4 separate regions of the Rattus norvegicus genome follow, and regions 1, 2 and 4 are each linked to region 3. Evidence: chromatin contacts called from public Hi-C data. All regions are on one chromosome and are shown on one strand. The core of a region is the stretch at or near the end of the contact, and the rest is flanking DNA. Distances in the headings are between cores, read along the strand shown.

Evidence for each region. A called contact is a pair of places that touch in the nucleus more often than the background predicts.
Region 1: a Hi-C map of hepatocytes shows a contact between it and region 3, with 2.4 times the contacts expected there. The contact joins the enhancer-like site here to the promoter of Plpp3 in region 3. A contact is called at or near these places in 2 of 12 Hi-C or Micro-C datasets (hepatocytes and liver) and 1 of 1 datasets of contacts at active chromatin or transcription factors (oligodendrocytes).
Region 2: a Hi-C map of Schwann cells shows a contact between it and region 3, with 7 times the contacts expected there. The contact joins the enhancer-like site here to the promoter of Plpp3 in region 3. A contact is called at or near these places in 5 of 12 Hi-C or Micro-C datasets (Schwann cells, hepatocytes, kidney and 2 more) and 1 of 1 datasets of contacts at active chromatin or transcription factors (oligodendrocytes).
Region 4: a contact with region 3 is called in a Hi-C map of Schwann cells, with 5 times the contacts expected there. The contact joins the enhancer-like site here to the promoter of Plpp3 in region 3. A contact is called at or near these places in 2 of 12 Hi-C or Micro-C datasets (Schwann cells and mammary epithelial cells).

What each region holds. Positions count from the first base shown.
Region 1 is chr5:125,356,815-125,359,939 of GRCr8, reverse strand. No RefSeq gene overlaps it. Among named protein-coding and RNA genes, the nearest start is that of Plpp3, 200 kb to the right of the region's middle. Within about 2 kb of position 1,674, at least 14 of the 93 cell types and tissues checked have an H3K27ac peak or open chromatin away from gene starts, as enhancers often do. A contact at or near this core is called in hepatocytes and liver, where this site is marked.
Region 2 is chr5:125,294,484-125,297,899 of GRCr8, reverse strand. No RefSeq gene overlaps it. Among named protein-coding and RNA genes, the nearest start is that of Plpp3, 140 kb to the right of the region's middle. Within about 2 kb of position 1,854, at least 7 of the 93 cell types and tissues checked have an H3K27ac peak or open chromatin away from gene starts, as enhancers often do. A contact at or near this core is called in Schwann cells, where this site is marked.
Region 3 is chr5:125,154,733-125,158,197 of GRCr8, reverse strand. It overlaps Plpp3 (phospholipid phosphatase 3), which reads right to left and starts at 2,198. Exons shown (of 6, transcript NM_138905.2): 1 at 1,643-2,198. The coding sequence starts at 1,781.
Region 4 is chr5:125,398,171-125,401,332 of GRCr8, reverse strand. No RefSeq gene overlaps it. Among named protein-coding and RNA genes, the nearest start is that of Plpp3, 240 kb to the right of the region's middle. Within about 2 kb of position 1,647, at least 2 of the 93 cell types and tissues checked have an H3K27ac peak or open chromatin away from gene starts, as enhancers often do. A contact at or near this core is called in Schwann cells, where this site is marked.

The DNA of each region.
Region 1 (3,125 bases), core at 425-2,924, 200 kb before region 3:
AAAAATGTAAGTGAGTAAGCCATGAGGTTGGAGGCAATAAACTGCTTGTCATAGAAACATTCAACTCTGGATTTAATCCCAGATCCCTCATGAAAAATCAGGCATAGGGGTGAGTGCTTATGATACCAATACCACGGAGACATAGACAAGTGAATCCCAGGATTTACTGACCCGTCACGCTACACTAATCAGCAAATCCCCAGCCAGTGAAAGACCCTGTCTCAAAAACACAAGGTGGCACATGCCTGAGGAACGACACTAAAGGTTGACTTCTAACCTCTACACACATACATATACTCACACACGCACATGCTCATCTACACACACACACACACAAAATAAGTATTAACACGTATTGAGGGTCACTATTCCATGTCATGAAAGTTACATTTAGAATGGGTGGGGGGGCATAAGTTCAGTGCTGTCCTTTCCCTCCTATGCTTAGTCTGAACTACACCACTCCAGGCTCTGAAACCCCGTGAACACCAATGGGACCCCAGCCCTTCCCCTCTTCCCCTAAAGCAACCACTATTCTTATTTTCATGTTTATGGATTTGTTTTTTAAGTTTTACCACATGTGTTTAGTTTTCCAAGCCTATGGACTTTATATTAAAAGAATCATACTGGATGTTCTCTTATGCAACTCTTTTTTTCCACTTAGCATTCTGTTCTGGAGGCTCGTCTTTGCTGCTGCACAAAGCCCTGCTTTGTTGTTATTTTTTTTTTTTTGTCGTTTGCTGTTATTCCACTGTGTGGCTATTCCACAACTAATTTGGCCTCTCTAGTTTCCATAGCCACTTGGGTGGTTCCCAGGCTCTGCTAGTGTAGCTGTGTTGCTCTGAGTGTCCTCTGTATGTCTTCTCTGACTTTTTCCTAAACCCTATGCTCAGGAGTAACATTGTTGGGCAAATGGATTTACCTGTATTTATCAGGTAACTGAAAATTATTTCTCAAAATAATTGCATCAGTGTCTACTTTATGTTCCTTACATAAACGTTCCTCTAATTTCCTTCCCTACACTTCATTTCCTGATGTACTTTTTACTCCACCCACTTTCCTTTGGCTTGAGCCATCAACTGAGTTAACAAGCACTGAATGTTTATCTCTGGTTCATACTTCTTCCTAAGCTCCAGATCCATGTATTCAATGCCTTATTTAATAATCATGGTTGTCTTCTGGAAGCATAAGTAACATGCTATTACCTGAGTATACCTTTTCCAGAGAACTGTACCTACCATCTTTATCCCACTGTCAAACAAGACGGCAAAAACAGAGGGACCGTCTGACATTTCTTCCTTTCCCCTTTGCCCTCCCTTTGACAGATCCCTAAACTCTGTTGGTTCAACTTTCCTAGCATCTCAAAATATCTGTACCCTTTCTTCTATATACTTCTGATAATTCTAATCCTCTGCTTTCAGAGCTCATATCACAGCTCCATATTCTCATTCCTATCCTTGATGCTCGCCACACAAAGTAATGCGCAAGGGAGGAAAAGTCTGTCAAGGGTGCAGCTCAGCACCCAGTAGAATCAAGGCTTCTAGGTGGTTGACCGGGAAACTGTATTTGTTTCAGAATGAGAACCAACTCTCTTGCTTTGAAGTAACTCTACAGCAGCCCGCGCTGAGCCCTGCTGAGTCCTCGCACTCCCTGGCACCCTGCCACTGGTTTAATGTTTAAGCCATGCACATTGCTTAGATAATCACACGGAGACAGGTCTGACCTATCAGGCTGGATCGCCTGGGTGACCTTAGCCTATTTCTCCTAATAGGCTGACTGGTAGTGCTCCCTTGATGGTAACTCTCCGAACCTTGATCTTGAGTGAGAACACAGAACAGCTTTCTGCTCCCATAGTTGACATGAAGCATAAGCACAAAGGGAATCTCTGCTCTCTCAAGTCTTTGCAATCACAACTATAGCACTGGGGGACCATTCTCACAAATACAACCTTCATTCCATGTTTGTGGCTATTGGACTCAGGCAAGCAGAAAAGACCTGGAACTTTCCAGTTCCTTTGGAGTTCATTGCTATGGAATCTGGTCTTTTTCTTCTGTTGCAAAGAACAAACTCTTATGTTGGCATAAAAATAATGGCATTTGAATACCCGACTTCAGGGCACAACTGAGTCTTTCCAGCTGGCATTAGTTGGGGTTTTGGCACTTTCTCCCAGAACACGGGCATTCTCTATCTGGACAAAGGTCAGCTGTTATCTTCTCTCCAAAGCCATCAAACCCCAGAATAGCACTGGCTGTGAGAAGGCTAATGTCTTCCTGACACAGCCCAGTGTCAGCTTTCAAGGGCACCATTTCACATCCAAATGCCAGGGTGACATAAGGGAGACTTGTCTCTAATGCTCAAAGACCCTACAGAAGTCTGAAGGAACCAGTCAAGTTGCTGCCATGCTATGACACTGACTGGGTGAACGGAAATTAACTCTGGTTGAACACCTTCTAGTTCCAAGTATTTCATGTATACTGTCTTGTTTAATCTTCAGAACCACCTTCTGTGTGGGATATTATTAGTCTAGCTGACAAATCATTCCAAGAAAATAAATTCAACTTGAGTAAGTGTCTCACCAAGGTCAGAGGAGAGATTCTGGTTTAAGCACAGAACTTAGAACTTCCTGAAAGGTACTTTACATTATGTCATTTCACGTAGTTTAAAAGAAAAACAGTCAAATGAAGACAAGTGAGTTTTCTGAGTCTAGATTCTACTATATAACAAATACTATGTCCTACTTACAAGGTGTGAATGGCAATACTGAAGAGCAGAAAGACAAAAATAGAATAGATAAGATCAATAAATACCCGCCCTCAAATAGGCTTATGGAATGCAGTGGTAGGCAGTGGTGGGCAGTGGTAGGTAGTGGTAGGCAGTAGAAATTAGTGGTAGGCAGTGGTGGGCAGTGCTACATGGGCAGCTTAACAAAAATGTAGTGGGGTTAATGCATCCATTCACTTATTTCCCAAACACTGAGAGCTGGCAATTTGGAGCTACTGAAACAGACACTGGCTTCCAGGAGCTCACAGTCCAGCTCTAGGAGAAACAAGGGGTGTCTATCAAGCAAGGGCCTCCAGAAGAACATGTCAGTTCCTCATCGTGGGTCCACAAAGACTACATACAGTTGG
Region 2 (3,416 bases), core at 605-3,104, 140 kb before region 3:
TCCTCAAGTCCCGGAAATGTGGCTTCCTCTCTGGTGCCTAGCTCAGGGTTCATCCATTAGACAGTTTCTTCCCACCCCAAACCTCCGGGGACCTGGCTCCAGCATGCAAAAGACATCCTGTTTCCCTGAGGAAGTGGTCCAGATTTGGGCAGCCACCAGGGCGTTTGAGTGGGTGAGAGTAGGTAGCACAGCAGGAAGAGATTGACAGGGAGGGATGATGCTAATAATGCTATCCAATAAGAAGAAGCCCCACCCACTCCTTTGTCCTGATCCCAGAGATCTCAGCAAACCTGCCAAAAATTCTCACAGCCTTCAGAAGCCAAGTCTATCTGATACCTCTTTTTGTGTTTTTTCACCTGTGTGTACATTTTTATGGGATAGAGTATGATTATGCCTGTTCAACACATGTACGTCTTCTGTAATAATCAAGTCCAAGGAATTACCATCTCCTCCTAGAACAGTTACCATTTCTTTGTGTTTGAAACTTACAAATCCCTTGCTTCTGTACCTTTTAAATAAAATCTACCAGTAGAAGGGTGTTGTGAATTGTAGTCATCCTGGGGTGTTGTGAAACACCAGAATTTATTCTAACTAGACTTCCAACATCCTGCAATCTTTTCTTTCAACAATGTTTCTGTTTCTGTCGCCTCTATCAGTTCCTGCAATCCAAAAATTCAGTTCAGGGTTGGAAAGACGGCTCCACAGTTAAGAGCACATGCTGCCTACTGCAAAGGGTGCATGCTGCCTACTGCGAAGGACGAAGGTTCAGTTCCTAGCATTCACACAGTGGCTCACAGTCCAATCCCAGAGGATCTGATGCTGCTTCTGGCCTCCATGGGCATCAGACACTCATATGGTTCAAAGACATATATCCAGGCAAAACATTCACATGCAATAATATAATTTATTAATTAATTAGTTAATTAATTAAGAAAACTTAATCCCTGTCCTATGCTTGTCTCTACAGATTTTAGGAGTTAAGAGTGCTGTTAGGCAGAAGGATATATATATATATATATCCATCTATGTGTGTGTGTATATATATACATACATATATATATATATATATATATATATATACATACATATATAAAATAGTTCAGTGCTAAAGCACTTACCTAGCATGAATAAGACCCTGGGTTTAAACTGAAGGGAGGAGGGAAAGGGGGAAAGTTGGGGCAATGGGAGGGAGGCATTGCTAAGCACTGACTGTCTCAGGACAGAAGCACCCCTGGCTTCAATTCTCCTCCTCCTCCTCCTCTTCTTCCTCCTCCTCCTCTTCTTCCTCCTCCTCCTCCTCCTCTTCTTCTTCTTCCTCCTCCTTCTCTTTCTCCTCTCCTCCTCCTCTTCTTCTTCCTCCTCCTCTTCCTCTTCCTCCTCCTCCTCCTATTCTTCTTCTTCTTCCTCCCCTCCTCCTCCTTCTCCTCCTTCTTCTTCCTCTCCCCTCCCCCTCCTTCTCCTCCTCTTCCTCCTTCTCCTTCTCCTCTTCCACCTCCTCCTCTTCTCCTCCTTCTTCTCCTCTCTCCCTCTACACACACACACACACACACACACACACACACACACACACATCAAAAAGCACACTTTACCTCACACAAATGTACAATTAATGACCTAGTAGGTGGGTTGTTAAACTCTCTGAGCCTCAAATTTTATGGGGAGAATGACATATGTACTCCCCCCACCCCCTTTAGAGTTTTTAGATTTCATGAGACAGAGCACTCAGAGTAGATGGAGCACTTCCCTACAGTTCAGGACTCAGTAAATGGTCATTATTGTCTTCCTCTGCCCTTTCAGAAGGGGAGTGTCTTGCCCTGTCTCTTGATGAATAATGGTAGCCCTTCTCTGAAACCTTGGCACCGGCTAGCACCCGTGCCCTTGGAATTTCAGCCTCTGTAGAGACAGGCCTTATGAGGGTCTTTCTTTGAATGCTCTCCTTGTGGGCAATTGGCTTGAATAAAAACTCAATCCAGTTATCGTGTATAATAATTTAATATGAACTACTTGCCAAACAATTCTTATGGCATTGTCTCAATTTTTTATTTAATTCTTTTACATTTTAAAATACTTTTAGACTTACAGAAGAAAACTTTCAAGGGTAGTAAAAAATATTCCCAGATAGTTTAAATACACTCTTTTCCAAATATCGACAGTACAAAGTAATGTGCCACATCCCAGTTAATGGATGAATACCAGGGTGTTTTTTATTAACTGAAGTCCATACCCTATGTGTTAGTATTTAATCTAATTATTACTTTTATGTTACAGTACACCATTATGATATCACCTTACATTGGGTTGTCCTGTCCCTCAGGCTCCTCTAGCCTGTGACTATTTTTCAAGCTGTCCTTGCTTTTTTTTAAGGCCTTGTGAGTTTTACAGAGAACTGGTCACATCTGCAGACTGTCACTTAATTAAGCATAGTCTCTTAAGATGGTGATACAGTCTGGTGCCTGGTGCTTGAAGAAGAAACACCATACGGTGTCACTGGTCACATCCTATCAAGAGTATATACTGTCAGCCAGGCATGGTGGTACATGTTTGTGGTCCCAGCAACCCGAAAAGCTGAAGGCTGAAGGATCACAGTGAGTTGGTGGTCAGCCTGGGCTACATAATGAGTTCACAGAACCCTGACTCAAAACACCAGCACACAGAAAAGAATATATACTATCACCAGACATGATAGCACATGTCTGAAACCCTCAGGACTCAGAAGGCTGACATAGGAAGGGTATAGCCTTAAGTCCACCTAGGCTATGGAGAGACTCCTCTATTAAAAGAGAAAAGCCAAGCAATTAAAAAAAACAACAGGGGAATTACTGTCCTCATGTCCTGTCACTGTCATACCAACCTTCATTACCTGGATGAGGAAGTGTTTTTTTTTTATTTATTTATTTATTTATTTATTTATTTATTTATTTATTTCTATGCTATAGTCTCCAGAAGGAAGTCACTGTGCACAGTGCACATTACTTTCCCACTCCTTGGGAGCAGGAAAGCTACAGATTGCTTGGAACTCAGTTGTATGGAAATCTGCATATATCCCCTTACTGATGTATTCCCTGTTACTGAATTATATCAGCATAAACAGAAATAATGTTCATATTTTGCATTATAATTCAGTGCTACTTTATTTACTTTGTTGTCCTAATTACTCTGGCCTTAGTCATTGACATCCCTTTCAGCATTTATTTGGCATGTTCATCATTGGGTTTTTTTTGTCTCATATTCATATGAGATAAATATGCACATATAATCGTGTATATGTACACCCTGGTGTCTCCAGTGCAACTTACGAGTTCCTCACTCAGGAATTCCTTGAAAATTCCTTGAAAATCTGACCCTACACATTTCCTGATTTCAGTGGCTTTTCTCATGTTTCTTGCATTCTTCAGGCCTGCAACACCAGCATCCTT
Region 3 (3,465 bases), core at 949-3,448:
ACTCCCCTCACCCCAGGACCTGGAAGGATCTTTTAAAAATTCAACAACTTGATTATAAGACCTTAAGTACTCATCTGGTTCACTGTGCATGATAATAAGCCCGCTGTCACCAGGAAGGCAGGCCCCCCAGTGACAATTCCCCTGAATAGCATCCTAAGGGTGAACAGAGAGGAGAAAGGGATCTACATAACTATAGAAAAACTCCCCTAAGGGGTTGGGATTTAGCTCAGAGGTAGAGCGCTTGCTTAGGAAGCGCAAGGCCCTGGGTTCGGTCCCCAGCTCCGGAAAAAAAAAAAAACCTCCCCTAGCCTTTCAGACTGTAATCTTCCCTCCAACGGTCTCTACCAGAAGAGAGCCATTCTTAATTTTAAATTCTAAGAAACACACCGGCTCACAAAATTCTATGTGGGTAGTTGGGCAAGAACAAGAGGCCACTGCCTAAGAGTCCTCAGTAAGGGGAGCTAAGCCAGGTAGCCACAGTCAGCCCCGACAAAATCCCTTCCAAAGGGATGGAGTCTCCGTGCAGGAGTTCTATTTTGGGGGAACTGAACTGGGAACACAGATGTTTCTTCCGTTAGCAGTGCTGGCAGAACAGCTCCTGGACGGCATCCGAGTTCTTAATGCAGGAAGGGGCCTCACAGACCATCTACTTGAATCCACTCATTCAACTGAGGAGGAAACTGAGGCCAAAGGGGTAGTTAGGTGGCACGCCCAGCTGGTAGCAGCGGGGCGATGCTCTGGTGACAAGTTTTGCATACTTTTACATCAAAAGTCGCTTTAAAGGAAAAAGTCCCATTTTTACTTCAACCCTGGAACTATGGTGGATTTACGTCAATTGCTTCTCTCTTCCCCCTAGCCTGGTTCAATAAATCCTTCTCTCTTTCCCACTCCAATTCCTGTGCCTCCGGCTGCCCCTTTCAGCTGAAGTTTTCATCTGTTCTGATAAACAGAACGCTAGGGCCTCAACTTTGAGGCAGTGTAGCTCAACTGTGGCCCCCAAGCAAGACTGTGACTGCCTTTCTTTCAGTGGCCTCCCGGCACAAGTGAGCTAGTTTAAAACTGATGCCCGCGAAGCGGTCTATCATCCGGCACACAGTAGGCGCTCAACAAGTGATGTGCTCCTTGTAGCCCAGCACCTGGGTAGAGCCACGTTCCACCCTCTGCGGCTTTCAGCCAAGCGAGTAGCGAGTGACAAGGCCAGCTAGTGCGACTGGCCCTGCAAGGCAGCGCGACGGAAGGGGTGGATGTTTACATGCAGCCGGGGCCAGCAGCGCCACTCCGGTAGGAGCCCGCCTTGCCGGGAGACCGAGATGGGTCTCACTCGCGGACGCAGGGCGGAGAGCCACAGGTTTCCTCCAGATCTTGGAGCTCGAGCTCACACCTCCTTAGGGGTGATCTTCAGCTGGGAGTCCGTCACCCCTAAGGAGGTGGTTCCAGCTACCGCGAAAGCACAAGCACGCCCCAACTTGAAATCGCAGGCCGGGATTGAAATTGGGGTCCGGGAGGGCGGGGAGCTCGCGGCCAGCACGGCGCCCGGTGGTGGGGGAGATGGCTGCGGGACCCTGGGGGCTGACAGCGCGGCAGGGCCCGGGGTCGGGGGCCGGGAGGGGGGGTTGGGTGGGACTGGTGGGGCTGCGCTCACCCATGAAGAGGCAGAAGAGGTCGAGGCAGATGAGCAGCACCCGCTTGCTGCCGCCTTTCCTCGGGTTGTTGTTGAGCGCCGGGCTACCGCCGTTCTTACTCTCAGGGACGATCGCCTTGTCGTACTTGTAGCTTTGCATGGCGCTGGCTGCGGGGAGCCTCCCGGGGCGCTGCGGGCCGCCGCTGCTCAGGAGCGGATCTGCGGGCTCGGGACGCGGCGGCGAGTGTACAGCCCGGCCGAGTAGCTCCAACTGCAGACGCGGGTAGGTTTCCCCCTGAGCGCCTCTGCTTTCCTCTCAACCCCAAACTGTTCGCTAGTCCAAAGGGAAGAGAGCCAAATCCCGAGCAGGAACTTTTGCAAAACTGTGCTGTCCCGGACGCGCCGGGCTGGCGTGCGTCTGCGTGCTGAAGTTTGCGAGTGGGCAGCGTCGGCGTCCGGCCACGATCCTCCGCAGCTACTTAATGAATGGAGCAGCGCGGAGCCCTGCAACTCCGCAGCGTCCTGCAGCTAGCTCTCCACAGCGTCTGCCCAACTCCAACTCTGCCTCCTCCTTCTGCTCCTCCTCCTGCTGCTGCCGCCCGGGCTGCCGCTGTGATCGCTCGGTTTGTTTTCTGAGCTTATATTTCACGAGCGCCTTTAAAAGGCGAGGGGGGAGGAGAGGGACCTCCTTACTTGGCTCCAACAGGGTTCTGAAAGCACAGCCCCTTCCTTAAGCTGCCTAAAACGTAGGATAATTAAGGCCACATTTCCCCCACCCCCTTTCAAAAAAAAAAAAAAAAAAACCTGAAAGAAAAAGTTGCTCTCAAACCAGAGAATCCGGGAGCCCCTAGCGTTCAGAAACTCCAAAGCATCACAAAAGGGGGGGAAAACCATATAAATAAAAAGAAGCACTTTCTTGCTGGCCTTTGATTAGATGTGGGGAGAGGGTCGGTGGGAGGTCTACAATACTAAAATGCTTGCTTGCCTGCTTGCTTGCTTGCTTGCTTTATTTATTTATTTATTTATTTATTTATTTATTTATTTATTTACAAATTTCAGCCTTGAGTTGAATTATCCTAAAAATACAATTTTCAATTTAAGGTGGGTTTGTTGTTTTGGTTTTAACGTTCAGCACCGGATAGTTGTGTTAGATTCGGAAGATCCTGTGGTGTAAAAGATTCCGGAGCCAGACCCACCCTTCCCCACCGTCCCACCCACCCACCTCTGCTCTAGAATCCTGACTATGTCTCTGTGCCTTCATTTCCCAGCGAGTAGACTGCAGTCACGGAAGTATTTCTCCCCAGGCAGTCATGGTGGGGGAGATAACTGATTATTTCACACGCGCTTCTGTAAGAGAGCTTGTACACCAGAAGAGCTTCGTAAGTTGGGCCAATACTTCTATTTCTGAATTGGAAAACCAAAGCCAAGCCCACCCCCCTCTGCTAGTCCAGCTGGCCTCCAGCATACCCCAGCCTATTTGGCCTTGACTTTCAAGGAATCTGCTGTTTCCCCTTGAATGTGCTGATGATCCTCATGATGTTGATTACTTTTATATGAGTTGATCCCCACCCTCACCCCACCCTGGTCAAGAAAGAGAATTAACATTTGAAAGGCCCTTACACCTTCAATAGTATCTAGCCTGAGCGTACTACAATGTACAAAAGCACATTTCTTCCAAGGGTCGTTATAATACCGAGATGGAAATGGTTCCACCGTTCTAGCATTGTTGTTGTTTGTTTGAGACAGGGTCTCTCTATCTTTATATAGCCCTGGCTGCCTTAGAACTCACTTTTAGACCAGGCTGTCCTCAAACTCACAGAGATCTGCCTGCCTCTGCCTTTCGA
Region 4 (3,162 bases), core at 398-2,897, 240 kb before region 3:
ACTGACATGTACACTTCATTCAGCTTCTGTGTCTGCTTGAACAGTAGTAGTCAGGAAACCACTGAATGGTGGCTGCTTCGTGTTTGAATAACTCCAGGAGTTATGCGTGGCGGTGTTCGAAAGCTGACAAAGCTCTTGCCATCCTGTGCCTGAGAGAGTGGGGTCAAGATGAGGGCTGGAACTCAGATGGAGAGAATGTGGTAGAGAAGCCCACCAGAGAGGACTGTGACCCTCATCAAGGGACAAAATGAACCCAACTAACCCCACAGGGAAGAACTCAGGAGAGTAAATACCTTGACATCATGTTCCCCTCTCCTCTCTATCTCCTACCTAGTCTTTCTTCAGTAGAACCCAAGTTTTTCCAGACAGAGCCCCAGGTATCTTCCATTCCAGGGACAGAGTCTGGTAGGGAAAGGTTACAGGTCAATATGGAGAGCAGAGGGTAGAGTCTGTTCACAACGGTAAAGCTTAGTGCTTTTGGTTATTAACAGGCAGACCTCACAGATTGAGTTGACTATTGCCTCACTCAAAGCTATCTTCTACACCAAGGACTCACCATCATGCTCGCTCTCCTATTCATTTCATGCACTGCCCACAAATGCGGAATGAATGCGCTAGAATTATGAGCACCTCCATGCCTGTCTTAGCCACCCGTACTTTGCTGTAGTCTCCTCACCCTTTTCTCCTCACAATTCAGTCACATGAATGGCTGTTACCCACAACAGCACCTTCTCTTAAAAAGCCCTATACTTCAGTGCTGAGCACTCCCATGCACGCACGCGCGCGCGCGCACACACACACACACACACACACACACACACACACACTCGCACACACACCCTGGAACCTTCCTACTATGTTTCCTTGGCACTCAGGCTGCTTCCACTATGAAACTTTCCCTGCTTCCCCCAGACAGATCCTAGTCTCTTTCTTCAAAGCCTCTTCTGCAGCTTCTAGTTTATGACATTTTATATTACAGATGTTTATAAGTCTGTCTCCACAAATAAACCATAAGCTTCTTTACAGCAGAGACTGTGTCTTACCTCATCTATTTCCCTGGAGTCCAGTGGAGCTTTTGGCACATTACAGAAATGCAGCATTTAGTTAAAGGATGAATCACTGAATTGAATAGATATTTGCAGCTAATAGGGCTTTCTTTTTGTGCACGCTTTTGCTTTCAGTCTTTCATTATTCTTCGTGCGCTTCCAACTCACAGTTTTATAGCAGAGACAGCTTATGTCCCGGGTACTCCAGCACAAACCGGCACTGGACACCATCTTCCTAAGGCAGGACCTCTGCCTGAAGGCAGACATCTTTGGGAGGTCAAGCGTGAGATCATCCATTCAGAGCCTGTCCATCGTACATCCGTCTGACAGATGGACCTTGTTAACCGGTAACTTGCCAACAAGCCCTTAGAAGCCCTTGTGCCTGCTTCCTAAATCCATTTTGGAGCAAAATCTATTTTATTAGCTGAAGACAGAAGAGACCAATTCCAAATATTTAGAAAGGCTTAATCTTGCAAATTAGCTAGCTGTCCTCTGGCCACATGGTGGCCACTTGTGTGGGAGGGAAGCAGGCCCATTTCAGGACAGACCCTTCTCTGTTTCTTGAAAAAACACAATAAAACACCCTTCCCCTTTCATCCACATCTGGCGGCTGCAAAAACAGTGACCCGTGGAATTCACATTTTCATAGTTGGCTATGGCAGGCCAGCATCCAGGGGTTGTTCTTGCTGCACTCATGAAAGCCTGTCAGAGTAAGCGGGCTTCTGACGGAGTGCTTATTGAAAAAACATACAGGGATTTCAGTTTCCCCAAATTAGAGAGAGCGCTTATGATAAGAATTCCTTTCATTGATTTCTCCTCCTCAGCTTCCCTGCTGTCCGGTGGTATAATTAATAGCCCTGAGTTTCCAATTTGTGAAGAACATTCTAGGGAAAATTCCCTAAGGTCAAATAGATCAAGAGATCCTAACTCTCAAATGTCCAGAGTTACGAAGAAATCATATTGTACCGTAATAGGGTCTCTTTCGCTAACTGGGCTGACAAAGGACTTTTCTTTGTTACCATTTTAGGCTGGAGATTTCTATGTGTACCCTATTCAGATTACAAGCTGTGGGCTGACTGTGCACCTTCAGAAAGTATCATATTGGGGTAAGATGGATCCCATGATAAAACATGGGTCATCAGTTCAAATTGTACTCAGCAAAAGAGGTCACGAGACAAGACAGGAGAAAGACATGGTGGACATTGCAAGGGACACTTAGGGAAATAACTTCATGAGGCACTAACATCTCAGAGAAAAAAATGGAAGGCCAAGAAGATACTAGCAAGAAAAAAGGAGTTCACCACAGTGGGCCCAAATTAAGCCCCCAAGAAAATGCCCAGAAGCCAAGAACTCTAGATGGGATGAGATAAGAGGGCACAAAGGGCCTGAGAGACAGAAAGGAGGTGTAGTGCCAGAGTTGGCCTAGTCTCTCTTCAAAAACAAGATGTATCCCAGTGTTGAGTCTGCAGCTGGATGACTTGCCTGTTTTGTAGTCTCCAGAGGAGTGAGGCTTTCAGAGCATGAGGGGTCAGTCTGAAGCTCACTGAGCCCAGCATTCTTCATGTCCACATGTCTATGTGAGGACATGGAGAATGTTTTATTTTCCTCTCTTCAAACCCAAGTTCTCCAGACAGCGCCCATTATGGTGCTTGATAAGGCATTTGTTGAATGAATTAGTAAGACATCTGTTGAATGAGTTGATGACTCAACAAACAATTTCCACCAATTTTATATTAACTCGGGCTAAAATTAGTGTTGAACATAGTTTCTGATTGACATCCACTCTGTGTTTGCCTCTTTGGTAAACATGGAGACAGATAAAGGTAATTCCAAACCTGTTTTTAGTTTGCTAGCCTCCAGTCAGCAGAAGCACTTTCCTCAGTCCATTGAGGCACTGACTGGCAAGTTTGAGCATCAACCATATCCAAGACTTATACAGAAAGGGGAAAAAAATTGTCACCTTCCTGTGCACATGAGGGAAAGTTGTCCTTTTTTCTACACACACACACACACACACACACACACACACACACACTATACAAACTCCTATCTAAGATTCAAGCCTGTATTACAACAACAACAACACCATCACCACCATCACTATACCATACCACCA